Regions from separate parts of the Triticum aestivum genome. Here region 1 is linked to region 2. The links are chromatin contacts, called in public Hi-C maps. All regions are on one chromosome and are shown on one strand. Each heading gives the region's core, a stretch centred on a gene start, on an enhancer-like site or on the middle of the called end of the contact. The rest is flanking DNA. Distances are from core to core; before and after follow the strand shown. Region 1 holds the start of LOC123136821 (probable cinnamyl alcohol dehydrogenase). Region 2 has its middle 130 kb from the start of LOC123136820.

What was found. A called contact is a pair of places that touch in the nucleus more often than the background predicts.
Region 1: a contact with region 2 is called in a Hi-C map of leaf, with 9 times the contacts expected there. The contact joins the promoter of LOC123136821 here to the enhancer-like site in region 2. A contact is called at or near these places in 2 of 5 Hi-C or Micro-C datasets (both in leaf) and 1 of 1 datasets of contacts at active chromatin or transcription factors (leaf).

The regions. Positions count from the first base shown.
Region 1 is chr6B:251,963,756-251,967,544 of IWGSC CS RefSeq v2.1, reverse strand. LOC123136821 (probable cinnamyl alcohol dehydrogenase) reads right to left here and starts at 2,044. Exons shown (of 4, transcript XM_044556326.1): 1 at 1,805-2,044; 2 at 460-573; 3 at 1-62. The coding sequence starts at 1,896.
Region 2 is chr6B:251,714,422-251,718,575 of IWGSC CS RefSeq v2.1, reverse strand. No RefSeq gene overlaps it. Among protein-coding and RNA genes, the nearest start is that of LOC123136820, 130 kb to the right of the region's middle. Within about 2 kb of position 1,800, at least 1 of the 8 cell types and tissues checked has an H3K27ac peak or open chromatin away from gene starts, as enhancers often do. A contact at or near this core is called in leaf, where this site is marked.

The DNA of each region.
Region 1 (3,789 bases), core at 795-3,294, 250 kb before region 2:
CGCCGGCGCGGAACTTGCTCACCTCCGGCCCGACCTCCACCACCTCGCCAACCACCTCATGCCTGCATATCATTTTGTCAGCCACCAAGAAACATTATTAATCCGGACTAGAAGGTGATGATGATAGTTGATGGAGTCCTTTTTACGCATTTCTCTCTCGAACTGATGGCGCACATTTAGTGTCTACGTCTCTACCTACTATGACAGTGAAAAAATAATGCCAAAAGTGACGCACGCTCTATCTCAGTGCTCCGTTGCTTCTGGAAGTCTGACGGCACCGCCACCCACCAAATTCCTACTGCATGCCCCACCTTCACGCATGATTCTGTTGCCATTCTCTTCTCAGATGGACTTTGTGTTTCAAACTAAGTAGTACTAGCAGGGTTTATCTTCATTTTAATTTCGGATTCATCAAGGAAATTACATCTATTTTAGTCGTAGGTAGTTGTGGTTGCTTACCCTGGGACCATGGGGTACTTGGAAGCGCCGAGGTCGTTCTTAACCTGGTGGACGTCTGTGTGGCAGATGCCGCAGTATTTTACCTTCAACACCACGTCTTCAGGGCCTGTTTTCCTGTTACCACAGCATGGCAAAACACAAAGGTAAGAGAGATGCTTACACAAGATTCTTGTCTTGAAGAAGATCCTTACTCAGTTATTCCATGGCAAAACACAAGATTCCTCGGTACAAGACGACACGAGAAATTGGCTGACTATTCTGCCGCAAGTGCCATTCAGAGCATTCGTCGCTCCCGAAACTGACTAGTTAATTTCTTTTTTTTTTGGCGAGGACTAGTTAATTTCAACAAGTACTGTACCTTCTCAAAAATAAAAAAAACAAGTACTGTACTCGTGTCTAGTGCTGTGTATTTCTGCAAGTGCAAATACAGAGCAGGCACGTGCAAATAGACGAACCCTGAGCCATAAAGTGGTAGTCCGTATCAGTTACTCCCTCCGTAAACAAATATAAGAGATCTAAACGCTTATATATTTTTTTATAGAGGGAATATTGGCGTATATGGATGCTGTCAACTGGACTTGGTGCAAAACACTGGAGTATCTATTTTACAGGTGTCAAAATTCACATGGATGAGGAGAACCCAAAATGTGGAAACTCATAATTTCAAGTGATTGTGAATTACCAAAACAGGAATAAAATGTTTTATTTGCTACAAATAACTTCGTAAATCATCGTCACCTAAAGCTGCATAATTTTGGCTTGAAAAACTGTAGTCCAAAGAAGTATGTATTATTGCAAACAGTTGGTGCAATTTTTAGACCAGACGCCACACATAGTAGTAATATGGAAACAAGGATATGTCAACGAAGAAACATCAAAACGTGACAAAGATCTTATAAATACACGTGCTCTACTCATTTACACGCGCAGCTGGACAACTTGCACCATATCTGAGTCCTACCGAGGAGCAAGAACATGCACCGTACACACAACAAACACGCAGGCAAAAAGCATCGGCTACCAGACGCGGGTCCTCCGAACCGAAGTGGTGCATAAAGCGTAACGGCTAAAGCGCAGCGCGTTCATCATGCGGTTGCTGCTCAGTTGGTGGGCTGAAAAGCAGGAACCACTGTCGAGATCAATCTTTCAGAGCTCTACGCATCAGATTCTTGGGCTTACCCTTCAAAACCTCATCGCATATCGGCATATGGTCGATGCGATTGCATGCATGCCGCACAACATGGAAGAAAAGGAACAGATTCCGCCGAAGAGAACACCGGGAGCAGAGGATGCGGGGAGGAATGGTAGATCCGGAGGGTCGATTCGGACGGCCGATCGTACGTACCTGAGGGTGTATGTGTAGGGGGAGAGGTGGCCGGTGGCGTCCCTGGCGGCCCACCCGGTGACCGTCGTCTCGGAGGCGTCGACGCTGCCCATTCTCGTGCCGCAACCGGAGGAGACGCGGGTGAGGGATGGGTGGATTTGGGAGGGAACGGAGCAGACTTGCACTTGCTTGCCCGGATGCTCGATAGTGGTACGGGATGGGTGGACGGGTTGAGGAGCTATATAGGGAGAGCAAGCCGTGACGGCGTGCCAAACACGGCCGCCGATGGCGAGAGTTGGTGGGGTGGGTTGCCCCTTGCCAGGAAGGATACCGCGGAACGATCTTCTGTGGCTATAGTTGCCTCTCTCTTTTTCTTTTTTTTTGCTTCTTTTATTTAAACAGTTTTGTCAGAACTCATCTAGATGAGATTTAATTTAGTCTCATTCATCTTTTATAGCCATTGGATGTGATGCTATAAGATACTTGTGTGCTGACGTGAGTTGTATCCGTTCTTGTTTTTCAAGTGAATGAGACCAAATTACGTCTCATCTAGATGAGTTCTAGTTACTCCCTTATTTAAATGCCTACCACGCTTGCCGTTCGATAGTTTACAGATGCCAACCACAGTTGACGCAGCACAGAGCTTAATTCCGTGCTTGTTTGATTCGCAGGACCTTTTTTCTCTAAAATTAAAGAAGATTCACATGATTCCAGAAACAAATAAATGTGCAATACTAGTGTGAAACAAGGAAGACCTTATTGTGCAAATATTTAGTACTAGTATAAAAAATGTTTTTATATTATGAGACGAAGAGAGTAGTATATTTGTGTGTGTTTTTATCTTATTCTCTACCATCTCTACTCTAGAAATCTCTCATATCCTAAAGAACGTAATTTTCTATTTTCCACCACCTTATTCATCCATCCTGAAGTACATTCATCGCAAACCAAGCTTGGATGGTTAGGAGGGTAGTGTTATCCCCAGTCAACGAGGGTTCAAGTCCTGGTACTTGCATTATTTCTAAATTTATTTTACAATTTCCGACAATGTGTGTTCAGAGGGAGGAGACGTGACTTCGTTGATCTGAAGACGATATGCCGACTTAGTCTCATGGAGGTGCTCAAAGGGGTACGGTCTGCATGTGTGTTCATATAGATGAGTGTATGTGAGTATATATAAGCGCCTGCGTCTGTATTGTGTTTTAAAAAAAGTAAGTTCATCTTTTTCTATTTGTTTTTTTAAGCCCCATCTATATATATTATTTTTCATCGATTTTACATGAAAAACCACGGCCTTAACTGCCCTATCTTTTAGTGATTTACAAAATAAAATTATATTTTCTGTGATAAGCCAATAAATGCTTGCCAAATAAAATTTCAGATTTTATTTAGGCAAGTAAATCACGGGCAGGTATTATATTTAGTAAACAACTATTTACACCGTAATATTAAAATAGGCAGGTAAAATTATGAGCTATCTCTCCTACTTTGTAACGAACATAACATTCTATCGTGGTTTTTCATGTCCTGGTATCAGTTGGGCGTAGTTGGGGATACAGTGCCACATGACCCCACCACTCAGGAGGTCATGCACGGGCCCCACCCGAGGGGATTAATGGGAATCATGCACATGAGGTTGCTTGTGGGGCTGACGGGTTGCATGCCCCTGCTGTGCGTGGGCTGGAACTCGAAACGGTGTGGGACTTAGCTGTGCTTCCTCAAGACGAGCTGCTCCCACCCGCGCTGTTCGGGAGGGCAACACCACCATTGTGGAGCAGTGCACGAAGACGTCCGTGGACAATGAGGCTGTAGGGGGAGGGATTACGGCTCAAGAATCTATAGCCTTTGACAGGCTCAAGGCCTTCTGCAACAACCTCATGAAGAAACTGGCACCCCTGCTCCTCCGCGAGGTGCAAACCTCCTCTCTCCGCCCCGAGGCAGAGCCTTTCACCCCCAAGTGGACGACCAGGGCTACAAAGAGAAGTGTCAACGCCAGCCCTGCCAAG
Region 2 (4,154 bases), core at 551-3,050:
GATGACATGATAAAATGCAACACGCAAGCAAATGACATGGCAACGACGGTGAATAACTGGCAGACACCTGGCGCAACGAATCCGGGGCGTTACATCAGTGGACCACTATTACGAAGATAATTCTCAACCCTGTCGGAGAGAAGAGGAAAAGATTTGCCCAAAAGCAAGAGGGTGCTAGGAAGGATGTTGAGCATGCCTTTGGTGTTCTGCAATCTCGATGGGGCATCGTTCGATATCCTGCTAGAACTTGGAGCACCAAGAAGTTATGGGAGGTGATGACTGTTTGTGTGACCATGCACAATATGATCGTAGAGGATGAGCGCCTGGAACATATCTACGATCAAGGGTTTCAGTTCTAGGGTGACAATGTTGTGCCTGGGCATGGAGGAGGAGCGGCAACGTTTGCACAGTTCACCCAATTTCATCATTAAATGCGTGATTGGAAAACTCACATTCAGCCGCAAGATGATTTGGTAAAGTATATGTGGGCTCATGTTGGCAACCAATAGATGTATATTTTTTTAATGTATTTGAGACAATTTAATTTTTATCCAGCTTGTAAATTATGATATGTTTATTTGGGTTGTGGAACTATACTATATTTGCTCGCTTGTGAAACTATGCAAACCGTGTATATATTTGTTATAAAAAACAGCGATAAGCCGGTCACGCGAGCAAATATGGATCGGTGTGTTGAGCGCACTGCCGATCCAAATAAAAAACAGGGCGGACGCCGAGCGGGCGGCCGACCCAAGCGGATAAAACCGGACAAAGCGCGTGTCCGTTTGAGTAGGCGTGTTGAAGTTGCTCTAAGATGATTTTCCAGATTTTTTTTTGAAAGGAGGCAAAAGATTTGCCTCATATATTAATTAAGAGAGAAGAAAGAGTTTGAGGGATTACAACACCGCCTTACAAAGGGACTACTCTCCCGGCATGATTGAACTCAACTTTTTAGCACCGGCGGCGACCCAAAGTGCCGCCTCCTCTTTGATGAGGGCTAGAATTATTTTCCAGATTTAAAAAGTCTAAGGTTCGTAGTGCTAAAACGTTGCAGATGCCCATGCAAACATTGCTCTACGATCACTGTCGACGTACGTGCACGTTTGGATGGTAATTGCCATCATAAGAGAAAAAATCATGTTTGGATGGCACGTGTGAGTCTGCGACCCAGCTACGTCCCACCTGCCGTCGCAAAAATCCGGTTTTCACTATCTGTTTAAACAGCATAGTATTTTCTGCACGTAGACCACGAGTTGGCTGCATATATAGACGATCTTATAAACAATCAAAGAGGGCCCCAAGCTCCTTGCTTCTACAGTACATGGTTATTCAGATTTCTTCGTCACAAACAAGAGTCTGGAGAAAGCAAGCCGCCCATGCAGCTGCGGTAGCTCGACCAGGTCATGTGCTATACCCAATTGTGATGTTGGGGTTAGGTGCCTAGCAACGTCCCAGTTCCGGGACGTTGAAAAGCCAGCCCGGTTCACCGTCCGGGTAGAAGATCCGCGCGGGAGGGAAAGCGAGGGCCGGTGGGAGAAGAGAAAAAAGCGTTCGCTCTCGCGCGCAGTTCGCACGAAAGTAGCGTGGCAGGCGGAAGTGGATTGGATTAGCAGGGAAAGCGATGCGCGGGGGGGGGGGGGGGGGGGGGGGTTGTTGGACTCGGAAGTTGGAAGCGCGGTAGGTGAACGGGGTTTTTGCCTGGTAGGTTTTCCTTGGAATTTTGACTCCGTGGACAGACAACAACAACTACGGCGGACACTGCAATCAGCGACCGGAAGCGAAAAGGAGCTTCCACGACCGAGTAGTAGACTAGTAGTAGTAGTAGTGTGCATCAGCGTCACGGCTCCCGTGAGAGCGAGATTGCTTGCGCGTCATCAGAAACACCTCGGCTTTTCTTGCGGGGTAGCCGGCTGTCACTCTCGGGGCGCTTCGGCTAGTTGCTTGTTTTCAAACAAGGCGCAAATGGAAGTTGTTATGGTACGTCGCCTGCTTGACTCGGTACATCTACTCCCTGCGTGTTGCAGCAGACTGTGATGGGTAGTGAACTCGCAGTGGGCATCTTGACTTAGATGACATTTTATCATTAATGCCGGCCATGCTGACCTCATTCCAGGTTAAGTATCTCGGCCAGCAGATTTCTGTTTGGGAGACGAGGAGGGGTTGACTTTTAACCACAGGAAGAGCTCCAAAGGTTTTTTTTTTCTCGGCGAGGATATCTACCTCTTTTCTTTTTTAGAAATGGCGAGGATATCTACCTAACGTTGGATCCCAGGACCCCTTGGATCAAACGAAACGTTCCGGGTGGGGCGCCCGGGGAGCTCCTATACGCTGCTCGTTACGGCAAACAGTCGGGAAAATCCTATTGGCCGCCCATTGTGGCAAACTGCCGGCGCTTCACACAAGGCGAGCGACCAAGCGATGCTTTTGGGCCGGCCCACTTACGTACATTTACGTACATAGCTTACGAACTGCCCACTCCCCGTTTTGTGAACCTTCTAGAAGGTTTCATGAACCAGTTTTTCTTTCCTTTTATTGGTTTTCCACTTTTCTGTTTCTTTTTTCCCGTTTTCTGTTTCGTTTTTTGTTTCCTTTTCTTTTTCAAGTTTATTTTTCTTTTTCAGAACATGTTCACAGTTCTACAAAATGTCTCTGATTTTCTTTTTTATTTCTTTTTCTTTTCTTCTCTTTTTTCAAAAAAGAAATGAAAATTTTAAATTTTGTTCATATTTCCAAAAAATGTTCTCAACATTCCAAAATTGTTCTCATTACACCAAAAAAGTTCAAAACTTTCGAAATTTAGAAAATGTACCAGATTTTTTTTCATATATTCAAAAAATGTTTGCGCTTCCAAATTTGTTCGGGATTTTGCAAAATTGTTCTGCGTTTCAAAATTTGTTCTCAAGATTCAAAAAATGTCTGTGCCTTAAAAAATTGTTCGCACTTTCAAATTTGTTTAGGATTTTTCAAAATTGTTCCCCATTTCTAAATTTGTTCTCAAGATTCAAAAAATGTTCGTGCTTTAAAAAATAGTTCGCGCTTCCAAATTTGTTCTCAAGATTCAAAAATCATTCATGCTTTAAAAAATTGTTCACATATTTCAAAAATGTTCATGTTTTCAAAAAATATTTGGGAAATTCAAAATGTTTGGGGTTTTCAATTCTGTTCCATTTTTGAAAAAAATGTTCGCAAATTTGAAAAATGTTCTGGTATTTTTCCTCAAAAAGAATTTGTGCCCGAAATTTTGAAATGTATTTTGGATCAGCGCTGGCGTTTTGTTCTTAAGATCTTGCGCGGCATAACCACCAGTGGTTGTTCATAGCTCAAGTGGTATTGTCGCTTTGCCTTTTGTACGAGATCCTATGTTCGATCCGCGGCTAGCGCGCTTTTTAGTTTAGCTATAGTACTTGATTGGCCGGCCCAGCTGTAGATACCCCTGTGCGTCCGGGCTACAGACTGCCGCAGAGAGCGGCACATAGGATCTCCCAAACAGTCGGTCTACCGCACAGGAGTGCCCCGACTGGGCCGGCCCATGTATAGCACAAAAAAATCACTAAAGAAGTATTAGTGCAGCGGGTGGGGATCTAACTCGTGCTATCCAGGTCACTACGCGTGATGCTAGCCACCACACCAAATGGGGAGCAATGCTACACCCACAAACACTTACGTTGAGTTTTACGTAAATTAACAATTGCCAGATTGTGATTGGGAGCAGGGGGAGAAGCGGCCCACACCCCGAGAAATCAGGGGGGCGAGAGAATGTGGAGAAGGAAATTTACGTCAGCCTTAGTAGGTCGGTTCGTAGGTCTAGTATTATTCCCAAATGGGTGCTCATGACAGGTGACTGCGTGCATTTCTTTTAAAAGTTAATATACTGTGATATTACCGGCAGGATAATATTTACTGTAGTGTACGGATTTTTCAATTGTTTGAACATATTTTTAGAAATCATGAATATTTTTTTGTAAAAATTCAGATTTTTTTTAAACCGGGCAAAAGCTTTGCCATGTATATTAATTAAGAGGGAAAAGAGTTTGATCGTGCTGTGTTACAACACACCCTTACAACAAGAGTTGTTACTGTCGTGACATAATTAAACCCAATTGCTTCGCGCCTGCAGACACCCATAACAACGCCTCCACCTTAATATTTTGAAT